Linked DNA regions of Mus musculus: region 2 is linked to region 1. Evidence: chromatin contacts called from public promoter capture Hi-C data. All regions are on one chromosome and are shown on one strand. Each heading gives the region's core, a stretch centred on a gene start, on an enhancer-like site or on the middle of the called end of the contact. The rest is flanking DNA. Distances are from core to core; before and after follow the strand shown. Region 1 holds the start of B130046B21Rik (a long non-coding RNA gene). Region 2 holds the start of Hoxc6 (homeobox C6).

The links. Promoter capture Hi-C pulls out the DNA fragments that hold promoters and counts their contacts.
Region 2: a contact with region 1 is called in a promoter capture Hi-C map of embryonic stem cells, with 6 read pairs. The contact joins the promoter of Hoxc6 here to the promoter of B130046B21Rik in region 1. A contact is called at or near these places in 2 of 39 promoter capture datasets (both in embryonic stem cells).

Annotation. Positions count from the first base shown.
Region 1 is chr15:98,802,997-98,810,823 of GRCm38.p6, reverse strand. It overlaps B130046B21Rik (a long non-coding RNA gene), which reads right to left and starts at 4,509. Exons shown (of 3, transcript XR_003951472.1): 1 at 3,600-4,509; 2 at 2,502-2,588; 3 at 444-1,955. Ddn (dendrin) reads left to right here and starts at 2,899. Exons shown (of 2, transcript NM_001013741.1): 1 at 2,899-3,219; 2 at 3,624-7,042. The coding sequence starts at 3,011. The coding sequence ends at 5,547.
Region 2 is chr15:103,005,466-103,013,292 of GRCm38.p6, reverse strand. It overlaps Hoxc6 (homeobox C6), which reads right to left and starts at 3,731. Exons shown (of 2, transcript NM_010465.2): 1 at 3,288-3,731; 2 at 1,412-2,559. The coding sequence starts at 3,687. The coding sequence ends at 2,252.

The sequences.
Region 1 (7,827 bases), core at 3,260-5,759:
GAGGGATATTCCTTTTGTTCCAGCATTTGGGAGGTAGAGGCAGAGAGGGAGGGAGAGAGCTCTGGAGTTTCAGGCTAGCCTGGTCTAAATACAGAGCAACTACATAGTGAAATCATGTCTATTTAAAAAAAAAAAAGAAAAGAAAGCCAGGCAGTGGTGGCCCACACCTTTAACCCCACCACTCTGGAGGCAGACACAGGTGGATCTCAGGTGGAGTTCAAGGCTAGCCAGGACTACACAGAGAAACCCAGTCTTGGAAAAACCAAAAAAAAAAAAAAAAAAATTAAAACTAGCATTTAGGGCTGGAGAGATGGCTCAGCGGTTAAGAGCACTGACTGCTCTTCCAAAGGTCCTGAGTTCAATTCCCAGCAACCACATGGTGGCTCACACCTATCCGTAACGAGATCTGGCGCCCTCTTCTGGAGTGTCTGAAGACAGCTACAGTGTACTTACATATAATAATAATAATTAAAAAAAAAAAACAAAAACAAACTAGCATTTAAACTGAAACCGTCTGGTTCTGGTTTCATGTCTTCCTACCTTCACACCAGACTCCTGTCCTCTCTCATCTCTGCTGACTTGTTCCCACCTCACTTCCCACAGTTACGCTCCCTTACTTTCTCTATTTGGACCATAGTTAGCTAAGGCCCATGCAAATTTCCCTAACATGTCAGGTCTCTGGAAAGTGGCAAACGGAGGAGAATCTTTGGGCAGAGAGATGCTAATGTCATCGGCGTTTCTGAGTGGAGGTTGAGTTGTTTGGATAATGCTGGGCCGGTAGTCTTTTTGAACCCACAATTCCCTTGCCTTTCCTCTAAGGTAGAGGGTACATCATGGAGGAACAGCAGAGCTGGGGTCAACCCACCAGACCTATCATCTGTGCTGAGAGTGATACCCAACACCTGACGGACGGAGGACCTGCAGGCTCTGTTCCCTTCTACAGCAGCTTTGCCGATAGGGGTTAGCATCCAAGCCAGGAGCAGGTCCTGAGTAATTCCCTGGCTTTCCCTTCTCCTGCCAAGCCTTCAGAAGAACCTGGGCCACGCTAGTTTTCACAAAGCGGGCTTTCTGATGGAACACAGGGAACACATCAGGGCGCTTGTTAGAGGTCAGCTCTCAGTGCTTGGGCCCCCTCTCCATCCACATCTTTGCTCTCAGCACATTCCCAAGCTTGGGGGAGGGAGGCCTCCAAATGATTATAATTAGAGCATGTTTGTGTGTGTGGAGAGGGTGGAAAGGACAAATGTCTCCTTGTGTCACATTCCTTCATCAAGGAGGACTTGTCCAGGGAGGAGGCAAGACTTTAAAAGCTGTGGGATTCTGTTGGGCCCTGGCAGTGCCTGCAAGCCATCCTCAGGGCAGCCAGGAGGTAGGTGGAATCATGGCATGGGGTGGGGGTTGAGGAGTGGCAGGGGAGGGACAGCAGAACAGGTCAGGTTCTACTTTGCTGTTTCTCAATGAGTGTGACCTATAACAATTCTTTGGTCCCTGTCCCCTTAAAAAGAAGGCTCTGTATCCAAATGCTCCTTGTACTTCTATGAAAAACCAACTTTTGTCTCTCCCATTTACCCCACCAAGTCTCAGCTCCTGGGAAGCAGCTGAGGAAAATGGGGATAGACACACTTTGCAAGCCCACAGGCTTCTGTTCCTAAAGTCAGGAGCAGCAAATGGTCCCTTCTTCCTCAGGAGCCATTGCCACCCTCTCATCCCGCTCCCTACACTTCTCCCCTCCCCTGAGCTGCTGCTATGGTTGCCAGGCATGGTTGCTAAGTCTCTGCATGGAAGGTTGGCGTGGGCTGTGCTGCCACTAACATTACCATGGTGAATCAGGGGACACCTGGTACAGGCATAGGGGGAGGGATCCCGAGGATGCAAGCAGCAACCCCCCAGAATCGAGTGAGTCCAAAAGGTGAGCTGCACCACACCATGCCAGTCAAGTGAACTAGAGCCCCGACCTAGGAAAGAAAGGCCACTTTTATCTTTTCTGTTGCTAGGGGATTTGGCTGTGCCACAGGAGCACTCTAGTCCATCCCCCTCTGTTAGGGTACAAATGTATTTAAGCACTCTATCTGCACCCCACATAAGGCTTGGAAGAGCTGTGTGGGCACGGAACTGTGTAACCCTAGAATCCTGGCTTCTGGGTTAGGGGAGCTAGCCTGCTGCTCAGGGAAGGCTCTGTGGGTGCCCAAGGACACCCATATTTAGAGTAGGAGTCGTCCTGCTGTTTGGTGGCCAGGATAGATGGAGTTCCGCCTCAGCAGAGAAAGCTGAGGCATACAGGTGCACCTTTCTGAGGTCTTGGGGGAGCAGCTCTCCCCCAGAGTCGCACAAAAGCTTCCTGAAAGCGGCACCTCTTCTCTGTACTGCTTAGGAACTGGTTACTCATCTCAGCTGCACCCGAATGCCACCGACACTAAAAATAGCCCGCTCCCCCCAGCTGTGGGCCAGCCTCTCTTGCACCCCAACCCCATGGAAACCAGCAGCGAGTGGCAGGCAGAGACCTTGAGTTCTGTTCTCACCACTCCCTGTCGGAGAAAGGAGTCTGGGCGAGCAGGCAGGAATAGAGAGAGCACTGGTGGTCAGGCAACCTGACAAGCAGGAAAGCAAAGGGTTAAAACTTCGGGAAGGATGAAGAAATGGGGGCTGGAGGAGAGGGCACCGTAAGCTTGGCAAGAATCAGAAGTCTCTCCCCGCCCACTCGCAGGTCCCATTAGGCTTGGGGGACCTGAGCAGTGAGTGGGAAGGGGCGTCCAATCCCAGGCCCCAGGGGGCGGCCGTGCACATGGGGGAGGAAGCAGCGCGGAGCCGTCCACGGCGGCGTGTCACATGCGCGCGCGCTCGCGCGCTAGCACACACTCACACACGCACAGACAGGCACACACGTGTGCCCGGGTATATATAGTTGCCAGTCCCTGGGCCTGCCGCTCTGCAGTGGGCGCCGGCTCCCTGGGTTGGGAGGGGGCTCACGGGGCGGGTGGGAGGGTGGGGGGCCGGGGTGGGGTGGGGCAGGATGCTGGATGGCCCGTTATTCTCCGAGGGGCCCGACAGCCCCCGGGAGCTCCAGGATGAGGAGTCCGGCAGCTGCCTCTGGGTGCAGAAGTCCAAGCTGTTGGTGATTGAAGTGAAGACTATTTCCTGTCATTATAGTCGTCGCGCTCCTTCTCGACAGTCCATGGACATCCAGGCCAGCTACTGGGCCCGTGGGCCCCAGAGCCGCACGTGAGTGAAGGAGGGGTGAGGGGCAGCAAGTGGTGGGGCGGGAAGTGGGGTCCAGACCTCCCCGCTGGCACCAGCAATTGCTGCTGTTCCCTTCTCTTTCCCGCGCCTCCCTCCCCCCACTCGTCGAGGACTGGGGCCTGAATCATTGAGCGCTGTTTAGGGGGACAGGAGTACTAGTGGCAGGCGGTGAGATGGGGGCAGTCGCTGTTAAAGTGTGCATGGAGAGATGGCGAGGAGTCTCATTTCGACTTTAGCCCTAACATATACGCACGTGCACTCGCTCAGACACTCACACGAACCCTCCCACATGGCTGCCCCAAGTGGTCTCCAGTGCTCCCAGCTCCCCGGACCTCGGCTCTCTGTCCCCGCAAACTGCTCACCTGGGTTCCTGCTCATTGTCCCAGGTGTAGGCTGCGCCCGGGATCCCCTGAGCCGCCACCCCGCCGACCCTGGGCCTCCAGGGTGCTGCAGGAGGCAACCAACTGGCGGGCGGGCCCCCCCGCCGAGGTCCGAGCCCGGGAACAAGAGAAAAGAAAGGCGGCGTCGCAGGAGCGGGAGGCCAAGGAGACCGAGAGAAAAAGGCGCAAGGCTGGCGGGGCCCGACGGAGTCCCCTAGGTCAGCCCCGCCCAGAGCCCCGGAACGCCCTTCGGGCAGCCCAACCTACAGGGTTTCCAGTTTTCTCCAGACCAGAGCGCTTCGGGCAGGTGGGGCGAGCGCCCCGACCATCCGTGCTCCCGCAGGGTGACCCAGGGGTTGCATGGGCGGGGCCATGGGGAGGCAGAAGGCCAGGGCCCCCTAGCTACGAGGCTCACCTGCTGTTGAGAGGCTCTGCAGGCACAGCCCCAAGGCGCCGCTGGGACCGGCCGCCACCCTATGTGGCTCCACCTTCTTATGAAGGTCCCCACAGGACCCTGGGGACTAAGCGAGGCCCGGAGCTCTCCCGGGCGCCCACCTCATCAGCCCCAGTTCCAGCCACCACCAGGACAGAGGGAGGGCGCACGAAGAAGAGGCTGGATCCTCGAATCTACCGGGATGTTCTAGGAGCTTGGGGTCTCAGACAGGGACGGGGACTCTTAGGAGGTGCTCCAGGCTGTACAGCAGCCAGAGCTAGGCCAGAGTCTTGCAAAGGGGCTATAGAGAAAAGCTCAGGCCTAGTTGCTGCTGGCCTGAACAGTGCTGGCGATAGTCATTCCCAAGGCAAAACGACTGGCGGTCCAGGCACGGACGCAGCTCTCTCTAGGTCCGCGATCAGCAGCCCACCTCGTCCTGTTCCCAGGTCCAGGCAGCACCTCAGGGGGTCAAGGAAAGGGAAAGAAGGAAGTGAGCAGATATGGCTTCCCACGTGTTGGCTTGCCTCCCCTAAAAAGCCTCCAGTTAGGCACAGCCAGACGCTCCCTAGACCCTGGGCTCCTGGAGGCACCGGGTGGAAAGAGTCCCTGGGTCAAAGAGAGGGGGCAGAACATGAGACCCTGGAAGTTTGGAAGGTGACCCGCCGTGCCCACACCCTGCCCCGCATTTCCCGAGGTCCCGCTGGTAGAGAAGGCATCTTTGTCATTGACGCCACATGCGTGGTGATAAAGTCCCAGTACGTTCCGACCCCTCGAACCCAGCAGGGTCAGCTCGTGCCCTCTGGGGAGTCGTGCAGTGTGAGCGACAGCCTTAGTCAACCCAAGCCCTGTCACGAGGAGGAGGGCGAGGGGGCCGCTGCCAACCCTTCAGTTTGCCAAAAGCGACTGTTGAGCAGTCGAGTCTTAAACCAACCGAGCGAGGGTCGCGAGTGCGAGGCCGAGGTCGGACAGCAGGGGGATTCTTCATTGGAGGAGCGCTCCTCCAGCGGTTTGGGGTTCCCTGTCGGAGAAGTGAACCCGCGAGACGCCCCCACGCAGCCAGGTAGCCAAGAGCACCCGACCTTAGGCCCAGCGGCTCCGGTATGCGCCGGCAGCTTGAAGGGCTCAGAAGCGGCTGGTGTCCCGCGGCGCGCGGGCGGGGGCTGGGCGCGGACTCCAGGGCCCTACGCCGGGGCGTTGCGAGAAGCCGTGTCCCGCATCCGCCGCCACACCGCCCCAGATTCGGACTCAGACGAAGCGGAGGATCTCAGCGTCCATAGCGGCTCCTCTGATGGAAGCGACACAGACGCCCCAGGCGCCTCCTGGCGGAATGAGAGGACCCTGCCTGCGCTTGGGAACACCCGGCCCAGGGAAGGCGGGAAGACAGCAGGGCTGAGCGACAGTATCCGGGAGATTGTGGATGTCATCAGTCAAACCGAGGAAGGCTTCATCCGAGAGGACACCAGGAAAACGCCACAGGGAAATAGAGAGAGGGAGTGAGCGATGCCCCTCTTTGTTCTCGTGTCGCTCAGCCCATCCACCCTGGGCTCACCTGCTCCTTCTCTCTCTCCAGGCTTCGTTTGCTTCCTTTTCTTCTTTCCCACCTATACCTGTTCCCACACTTGAAACAGAGGAGAGAGGAGGAACCAGGGAAGGTAGCGTCTGCCAACTCAAGGGTTAGTTTCAGGGAAAGTGTGGGTGGGCCATCCACACCTGCTACATTCGGTGTGGAACTGTTCCGACAGAGAAAGAGAAGGGGCAGGGATGGTGCCTGCGATGGGCAGGGCAGGGTCCCTGACAGGAGAGAAAAAGTAATGGAGAGGCCTTGAACCTAGTGACTGAGTGGAGGAGACAGAGGAACTTTGGGCAGAGAAGAAATGAATGCATACACACAACCAGCAACCTGGCGAGAGGGCTCTCTTTGATGTTACAACTCAAGTTTCAATTCCAACTCTGCCACTGACCTAGCTGGTGGACCTCAGAGTAACTATTTTTGCGCCCGGGCATCCCGGACTTCTGTAAATGTAAAATGAGCGCTTTCTGCCTCCCATTCTTTTGTCCCTAGGATTTTGTGAATAAGCGAGTAGAGAGAATCTGAGGGTTCTTACCCACTTCGGTCATCCTCAGTTCGGAAGACTGTCAAGGTCTTCAGATTTAAACGGACAAAGGGCTTCTATTCCAATTTTCCCAGTTTAGGTGAGTGCTCCCACAGCCGAGCAGGATCATGGCCCTCTCACTGCCTCTAGCCTGCTGTGGCCCAAGCTGGAGAGGGAAGGTAGCCAATGAATCAGCTTGGGACACTTTTAGGCCTTCCCCTTCTCCTCCATCTCCGTGTCCTTAGTGACGCTCTGAAGTGTTACCGGGATTTTCCACGCAGACGGTATCGCCCACCGGATAGGACCTTGACAATTTCTGTGTCTCTCCAAGGAAAACAGCCAGGCAAGGAGGAAGGTGGATTTTTCAGCAGACGGTGCGGGGTGTGATACTCGCTGTAGCCACTACGGGGCGCGCGCAGGTCGCGGATTCCCCCGGTTGCTGGTGCTCGAGTGCCCCTACACCAGCACTGCCAGTTATCTGGATCCCTAGTTACCGGCGCCGGTTTCCTGCCTTGACACCTCCAAACCGCGCGCGGGGCCGGGAGCAGGCCTCCGGCCTCCCAGACTTCTGGGGCGCGCCGAGCCCTTCTTTGTATTAATCCACGCCAACCGGTTTGAGACTGACATTTAAGCCTTTCTTCTTCTTCTTCTTCTTTTTTCTTTTTCTTTTCTTTCTTTCCAACCCTGGGCACTTCCTCTGTGTCTGCCATTTATTAGCCATGTGACCTTGGCCAAATCACTTCACCTCCCTGAGCCTCAGTTTCCTCATCTGTCAAATGGGGGTTTATAAACACCTACCTCGCAGGGTTGTTGTGAGGATTTAATGAGGTAATGTATATAAGGCGTCTTGCACAGTGCCTGGCACATAGCAGGCGCCCAATAAATCTACTCGCCCCTTTATGCAGCTCTGGAGTCTCTCTTTCTCTGACCTATCCCCCACTGTGTCCCTCCCTCAGTCCTTCTTGACTTCTTCCCGCTCATTGTGAGGGGGAGGAGGACTCCTCTCTGGTGGAAACTTCTAGTCCACCCTGTTCCCTGGCTGGGACTCTCCCTTCCTTGCCCCCCGCCGCACCCCTGCCGGCTCTTCCCTCTGCCCTGGTGCACTCCCCCCCACCCCTCATTCCGGGCAAGGGCTGAGTCAGTCTAGGTAAATTTAGCCATCGGCTGGGCAGGAGCGGGGGCTTCGCCCAGACTCAGTCACCAGGTCTGGTGACCCATCCCTCTGTCCCTACTCCCGTTAACCCTAACTCCCGCAACTCCTTAGACCGCTCTCAAACCACTCAGGCTTTTAGCCTCCAATTAGCTTGACATCACACCCAGAGAGACCCAAAGGCAGGACGCAGAGGGGGCAGGGCTCCCAGACCACAGCCACAGCTGGCTTCTATTCAGCAGATAAGGGTCTCCTACTCGGGTTTCCCAACTCTAGGGGCGTTCACTGGTCGGAGCTCAGCAGGAATATTCATTCACCTGCGATCCTGTCTGAAACCTACACATTTCCTGTTGCTCTTGGTGGATGAGGCCAAGGAAGCCGGGTCACCCTGGGCAAAGATCAAAGATACCAAAGGTCTTACCACGTCCAATGCAGTCCTTTCTGCTGCCAAGCGAAACCTAGCATTTACTGAACACTTCCTAGGAACTAGACTCTGGGCTGGGCTCAAGGGCAGAAATGGCAAGGCCTGTCTGA
Region 2 (7,827 bases), core at 2,482-4,981, 4.2 Mb before region 1:
AGGGTTCCTGAATGAGCAGAAGCAGCAGACAGGTCCTGAGGCTGAGAGTCCTAGGTACTCTCTGGGATGTGACTGGAGGTGAGGGGCCAGGTGAACTTGGGTAGACTTCACAATGTTAGGAACCCTAACATGTTGCAAGAGGCAACATTCCTATGCATGTAACTAGACACAATGAACTGGAGGGCCCTTCTACAGCTCTGTGTGGTCTTCATGTGGTACCATGAGAATGCCAGATATTTCAGATGACCCCCAAGAGCATAGAGGGGCAAGATTGAAACCTCCACAAATATTATGAGCAAGGCAGAGATAAAAGTCTGCTTTTGTTCTTTTAGAGGTAAGCTCTTAGCCCAGGTTTCAAGATAGAAGGCTCATGGGGAGGTGGGTGGGCAGGCAGGGAGTCGGGCAACCCAGACACAGTCTTTGGCCAGGGTTTCTTCAACCTTTGGGTCCTATCCCCTTTCTTAGTCCCAGACCCTACTCTTTACTGCCCACATTTCCTCAGGAACTGAGGAACTCTCAGTCTCTGCCAGAACTCTCCCCCCAACCCCCGCTGGCCGAGGATCTGGAGGAGGGGGGCGGTGGCAGGGACCTGGAGAGTCTGGAAAACTCAGACCGATTTTTCCCCCTCCGGGAGACCTCCCACCCACACTTCTTCCCCTAGGCCCACTCAGGTTTCTATGCTGAGCCTTGGGGAAAGAAGGCTGGATCTGAAAAAGGGTTAGGGTCCTACTGTGCCCCTCATGCGCCAGGTTTGAGGAGAGAAGAGGCAGGAACCAGATAGGCTGGGCTGTAAGGAAGAAGGACTTTTGTCTGGCGGGTCAGGAGTCTCAGAACAGGCCAGAACTCAGTTTCCAGTCTTTCTCTTTCCAGTCGTCCTTGGATCGCTCAGTCTCTGCGGACGGACTCCTGAGGTCCTTGGATTGCCAGGGAGCCTCAGCCAGGTTTCACAACAGCCGGCCTGGCGGGCTGGAGGCATGCTTGCTAGTTCTCCTTCTCCCCATTCTGCTGGCAGTGGGTGGGAGCGACCCTAGTGCTCGGATCAGGCTCCTTTTCTTGCATTTTGGGCTCAGGGCTCAGAAGCCGAAGATCCCTGGCTGCTACAGGCAGGAAGAAAGGCCCGCGTGGGGCTTGGAGCCCAACCCGGCTCACTCAAGCTTCCCCGCCCCCAGCGAAAGTCCAGGCGGCCCCTTTCCTCTTTTTCTTTTCCGGGGTGTGTGCTGTTCCGTGTAGGGAGGGTCCCAGAGGCCTCTCAGAACCCCATCTCGGTCAGGAGAACCCGGAGACAGAGGCTCAGCGCCTGGCTGCAGGGCAGGCGAGTGCGGAGGGCTGGGGGCTTTGCAAGCTGCAGGCCGCGCGAGAGCTCTGCTGGCAAGCCAGCGGGCGGGAGAAAGAGCAGACAGGCGGATTATAAACTTTTAAAAATAATATCAGTTTTATTAAATATTCGAGAACGGATCCAGAGGTCGGATTTATACAGGAGGATAACACGTAGGGGGTTATTTCTTTATTTATTTTCTCCTACTGGCTAAACAAACGTCATTCACTTTTTTTCTCTTTTTGTTATTTTCCCTCTTTTTTTTTTAAATCCTTTTTTAAATGAGATAGGAACACTGACGGTGCTAAACATAAATATAAATACAGAGACCACAAATACAGCTAGAAATATTCACACAGAAACGGTCACAGTTCGAAATATGCCATAATGACCCCCAGGAATCTTTAAATACAATTTGCCTGGACTGGGCATTTGCTGGGGCAGAGGGACCGGGCAGGGACTGGGGAGAGGCCCTGGGGGTTGTTGCAGGGCCAAGGCGCGCCCTCCTGAGGCCTCCTGCCCTCCGGCTGTCAGGCCGGGCCCTGAGGCCCCCGAGTGGAGGCCCCAGGCCCTGGAGCCAGCTCTCTGCGCCGGAGGGCGGGGGTGAAGGGCGTCGGGGGTGGGGAGGGAGCCTAGGGCTCACTTGGAGAGACATCTGAGGAGTCTGAAGCGAGGTTCAGGTCTCCTAGGCCTAGGCGAGGGAAGGGGCCTGCAGACAAGCCAGGAAGAAGCTAGCGAGGGAGCTAGAGGAAGAGACGAGTGAAGAGTTGTGCAGTGAGGGAGGGGGTCCAAAGCTGACTTTTAGGTCCACGTCTGACTCCCTGTTTTGTTTTAGGAAGTCACAACACATCATTGTGCCAGAGATAAATACAGAGTGTGTGATTCGGGGAGCTGGGATGAGCAAGGGAGAAGAGAGGGGTGCAAGGACAGTCCTGGTCACTCTTTCTGCTTCTCTTCTTCTGTCTCTTCTCGCTTTTCCTCTTTTCCTCCCAGGCTGTCGGCGGTTGCCCCTCCGCCACCCCCTGAGAGTGTGGACGTGAGATTAGATTCTTTTTTCCACTTCATGCGGCGGTTCTGGAACCAGATTTTGATCTGTCGCTCGGTCAGGCACAGAGCATTGGCGATCTCGATGCGCCGGCGCCGAGTTAGGTAGCGGTTGAAGTGAAATTCCTTCTCCAGTTCCAGGGTCTGGTACCGAGAGTAGATCTGGCGGCCGCGCCTCCGGTCCGCTCCGTAACCGACCCCTAGAGATCCAGGCACAAAACACACTAAAAACAATCAGCAAGGCGTCCTCTGCAGACATTTTCGTCTAGCAAAGTCCAGACCCTCTCAACTTGGCCCACAGCTCGCAGCCCCTTCGGGCTTTAGCTTTCTCCCTTTTGCCCTGCCCCACCCCCACTGGGGGGACAGCCAGAACCCCAACTTCATTCAGTTCTCCCACGAGGTGGGAGAAGTGTGTCCCAAAGAAAGCTGGGGGGCGGGGCAAAAACAGGCAGAAAGCTGGCTGTCTAAAAGCTGATTTTTAAAAAAAAAGTACCAACTACTGGGGATAAGGACCCCATCTCTCAAGGATTGGGCTCCCCCACCTTCCCCAACACTCTAGATCCCTGGAAAGTTCTCCCCACTTCTTTGCCCTTTCCTAACTCCCTTCCTTTTCTCCGGCCTAACTAGACTTTGGGGGGCTCCTCCACCTTCTGTCCCCTCCCCTCATTCCCTGCCCTGTTTCTACCCCCTCAGCTCCTCTTGGAGCCCTCCAATCCGTCAGGGACCGAGGGGGCCAGGCCCTTGCGAGCCAGCGCGGAAGGCGAGCAGAGGGGGCTGAAGAGGGGGCCCTGTCTCGGTGTCGGCGAGGAGACGAGCGTGATTGTTTTTATGGGGCCATAAAAAACTCTCTCCGCCCGTTCTTCTAGGGAAGCCGGTCATAAAGCCAGTTCAGTTTATTTAATTTATATCTCGGAGCTGTAAAACTCACCACTGTGCGAATTCATTCGCTGCATCCAGGGGTAAATCTGGATACTGGCTTTCTGGTCCTGGGGCGCAGTCCTGCCCTGCTCAGAACTAAAATCCTGAGCGATTGAGGTCTGTGTGTTATGTCCTAAGGTGTTTTGTCTGCAGTTTGAGAGCATGTCTTTCTCCTGGTAAAAGGAATTAGATCCATAGTCATACGGCCCCCGGCTGGAACTGAACACGACATTCTCCTGTGGCGAATAAAAGGGAGTCGAGTAGATCCGGTTCTGAGCTACGGCTGCTCCATAGGTCGAGAAATGCCTCACTGGATCATAGGCGGTGGAATTGAGGGCGACGTTGGGGAGGACGTCCTGGCCCCCGGCGAGGTGGCAGGATAAGGAAGGGTTAGTGAAGTAGGAATTCATCCCTTTGCCTTTACCTGGTCGGGCTATGATTTCTTTAATATTTATTTCTGTCTCCAGTTTGTACTCGGAACTAGATGGTTATAGGGACGGCTCCAATCCAGGACAGACAAAATGACAAAGTCAGCTGACCCCCTTCCAGCCAATCGCAAGCCAGATGTCAAGAAAGGGGAAAAAAATCGCTTCTGCTTCTGTTGATTCCCTAGTTGAGACTAAGTATGTGCTTTGAAAGTAAGACTTAGATTTCTTTTAAGAATATATGTATGTGGTGTGTATATATACACACCACACACATATATATGAACTGGTTGGGGGTGGGGTGAAGGTCTATGAGCAGGGCCTTGTTCCCAGCGGAAGGAAAGGTCTAGTCCCAGGAAATCTCCCCACCCCAGCTAACTTTGCTGTGCTGTGGCAGAGTGATCCTTGTTTTCAGACCCATTTCATCTATTGTATCTAAAATTAAATTCTGGGTGCTTCATTTGAGGAGATCCTTCCCAGTAGAAAGAGGGTCCCAGAAATTCTAGAAGATATTCTGGGCTTGACACTCATAAAGCGAGTCCCCATCACTAGACAGCATATTTTTTTCCAATATTTTTTTTAAATCAAAAGGAAAAGGAAATTTCCTGAAACATGGTGCACAGAGGAAGGCAGTGTGGGAGACAAACAGATCTACAGGGGGTGGATGAGACTGCAGAGCACAGTGAGGATCCTGAAGTGTGTGCATCTTTTCTCTTTTGCCTCCTAACCTTGTGCTCCTCCCCAGGACCTACCTTTTGGGGAAACTTTTATAATATTTTTACTTCAAAGAAAGCATTATAATAATACACACACAGAGAGAGAGAGAGGGGAGAGAGAGAGAGAGAGAGAGAGAGAGAGAGAGAGAGAGAGAGAGAGAGAGACTGAGATTCTTTTTAAAGAAATCAACTCCTGTTTGTGTTGGTGAGAATTTATGATTTGGAACCAGCTCAGGCCAGGCCAGTGGTATAATTCACATAGGATGCATCCCGAAAGAGGAAATTTGGTGGTACTCCAATGAATAGATACCTCCCAACACACTCAAGCTCCAGTTCAGATCAGAAGACCCTGTCTGCTCTGGATTCACTGCCCTGCCAAAGGAGGTGCCCCTGGACCTGAGTTGTAAGGCTGGAAGACCCCAGGAAAGGTATTCCTGAGGATCACTTGGTCTCTTGCCTCAGCCAGTCACCACTGGAGTCTCCATTACCTCCATTTTCTCCCCCACCTTGAGGCTGAGAAAAGGGAGGAGGGAATTAGGAAATAGCAGTTTTGTAGATGCTTCAGCGACAGAGAGAGCTGCAGTGAGTGAACAGCAGAAGGTGTGCAGCTGGGGTTTCCCTCTGATTAATCCAAGCAGAATTTGATATCGACATAGACTGGAAATGCTTGGAGCTGACAAAGAGAAGATGGTGAGGTACATGCAGGAAGCAGTGAAAGCTCATATTTTCCCCTCACTAATTTTTTTTTTGAGACTGACTATAACAAGAACCCGGATGTTGCCGCGTTTTATGATCTTTCCCTTCTGTGTAACAAAGCGGAGTAATCAATGGGTAGCAATAAAGCCATAAACGGGACTATGCTGGGGAAAAAAAAACTCGTTTATTCATCTTCTGTAACGCTAAGGTTTCCCTGGAGTGTCACTAGGGGGTGGGGTGGGGGATAAAGTTTCGAACCCAAAAGCAGACAGTGTGTAAGAGCTAGTGCAGACAAAATGTTAGTTAATACATGGACCTCTTTAGGGGGTTGAGGAGTCTTCCTGCCAGACAAGTTGTGTTGGCTTTTAAAAACCCAGTCCCTGCCTTTGAAAAGGAGGAAAACTGATTGGAATTTAGAGGAGTAGAAGAAAGACCCCTGTTATTATTGAAGCTACAAGTACCCTTTGACTACACTATTTTCTTTCCAAGATGAAGAGGGCAGAGGAGAAGGTTTCTAATAAGAGAGAGATTTTTAAAAGTTAATCTCATCTGGGGGGTTAACATAGCAGTTATCCCTAAACACAACAGTAGTGTATTGCTTTTTGCTTTCCAATCCAACTGTGCTCAAATTCATGGCATGCCTGGGCAGAGGTTTCCAACAGCTGGCTGGGGCTCCAGTCCCCCTACAGGGCAAGAGGTAGGAGGAGAAAAAACTGAGGGGGGTTATCCTGGGCTGAGCTAGGGAACAAGCCAGTGCCCCCCTGGACACCAGTAACCTCTTTCAAAGTTCCCAGCCTCCTGTCTGCCCTGAGGGTAACAGTGTAACAACGTGTAGAAGCCATGGCAAGAAAGAGTAAATTCCCCTTCCTATTTCAGAGCTGGGATTGCTAGATAAATCATGTCAGCGGTACTTCCTTCAAGATATTAAATTGTTGCAATGTAAAACAAATTGAATGATGGAAGATAGGATGTCTTAATGAAGTTTTGCCTTCCATGGGTGTGGATTCTTTTGTATACTTAAAAAAAATTTTTTTTATGGATGTGTGGGGGAGGGAGGGATGAAGGGGTTTTGGGGGGAGTCATGTGCTACAGTCCCTTAGCAAGGATGCCTGAGTTTCCTGGAGTACTTCCCTCTAGGGATTCAAGGGGCCCCAAAGTTGGGGAGATTCTCTTTTGGGGCCTAAAGGTGGTGTGCTCAGGGGTGGGCGACCTGAGGAGCAGAATGTAAGTCTCGGGGCCCGGAAAAGTTAAGTGTTTTATTACGTTCCTAAACAGAGGGCAGATCCTGAAAGGTCTCGCCGATTTATAATGAACAGAAACCAGCTGCTGGGGAAAAGGCAGATATGCTGGAAGGGGGAGACCAGGGGAAGCAGAAATACAAATATCTTCCCTCCATCTAAGGACTTTAGGGGAAGTTAACAACGTTCACTATACTTTCCTGTGCCCCTTTTTATTCCTAAAGGGAGAAAGTCCATTTCCTTTGGTTAGACCTTTAATTATGCAGTTGAAATTTACTGAGGGGATTTGCTCCATGGGGGAAGAGCAGGTCAGATGAGTTGAGTCTTCCCTCCTTGGGACAATATTTTTCTTTTTCCCATTTTGTGCTCTCTCTTCCCTTGGCAAAAGATTGCCTGTCTGTGGGGGGAGGGGCCGGAACTTGGATTTTTCTAAATATATTTATATTTTCCTGTTAAATTTGTCTGAAAACAATTATGGAAGCTCATCAGCAGAAGCAAGAACAGATGTTTTATTAAAACTGCAGTGCAGCTCTGTAACTATGCACAAGTCTTGGGAAGGAGGGAGGCTCCCAGTCTTTGTTTCCATCAAAACAAGTCTAGAGAAATCAGGGAAGCCCCCCTACACACACCCCCATCAGGCCTGCCAGTCTATGCAAAGCCCTGGACCTTAGACCTTCTGAATTAGGTATTCAGAGGGGACTTGGTGTCAAGAGCAGACTTTCACTTTGGGAGCTGTAATTACTGGATTCAAAAACAGAAAATAAAAACTCAGAAAAAGAATAAAGCGGGAAAGTTGCCACTGGCCTCTTCAGCTTCCCCTCCACCCCCCAATCCAAAACACATGCCTTCCAGGAGCACTAATTATAGGAGAGGAATTTACTGCCTGCTTTTTGGGCCTGAGTGGGTGTAGTCACTGGCCTGGAGGCTAAGGGCTGCACCCGAGAGCTTGGACACTTAGGGGTTTCCCCCGAATTCAGTCCTGCCCTGCCGGATCTAAGTCAGGGGAAGGCTGGGAGGTCTTTACGGTTCTGAACTGGAAAAAAGGATGAGGGGAGAGTGGACTTCAGCTTCTAGGATGGCCATGGACAGGCTTCACCTTGCCTGCCTTTGCTTTCTTCTCTGCTCTGGCAAATAAAGTAATTTTGTATGTACAGATGTCTGAATTGAGCCTGGAGAGATCTGAAAAAAAAAAAATACTTCGCGGAAGGTCCTTCTTTGTGTTCCGCGAGTCTCTCTCCCTAGATTCCCCCACCCCACCTCTGCAAAGATGTTTGTGGCTGACTAAGGCACAGATGAACGTATTCCATTCCTGGCCGGCAACGCCAACTACAGCTCGGGCGCCTCCCTAGGCTGTGCGCTCACTCCAACGCTGGAGCCGGAGCCGATGGACTCCAAGCTCCCTCGACTGCCTAGGCTCTTGGCTGCCTAAAAGCCACGCAGCTGCGGGACCCTGCCCTTCCACCATCTCCAGTTCT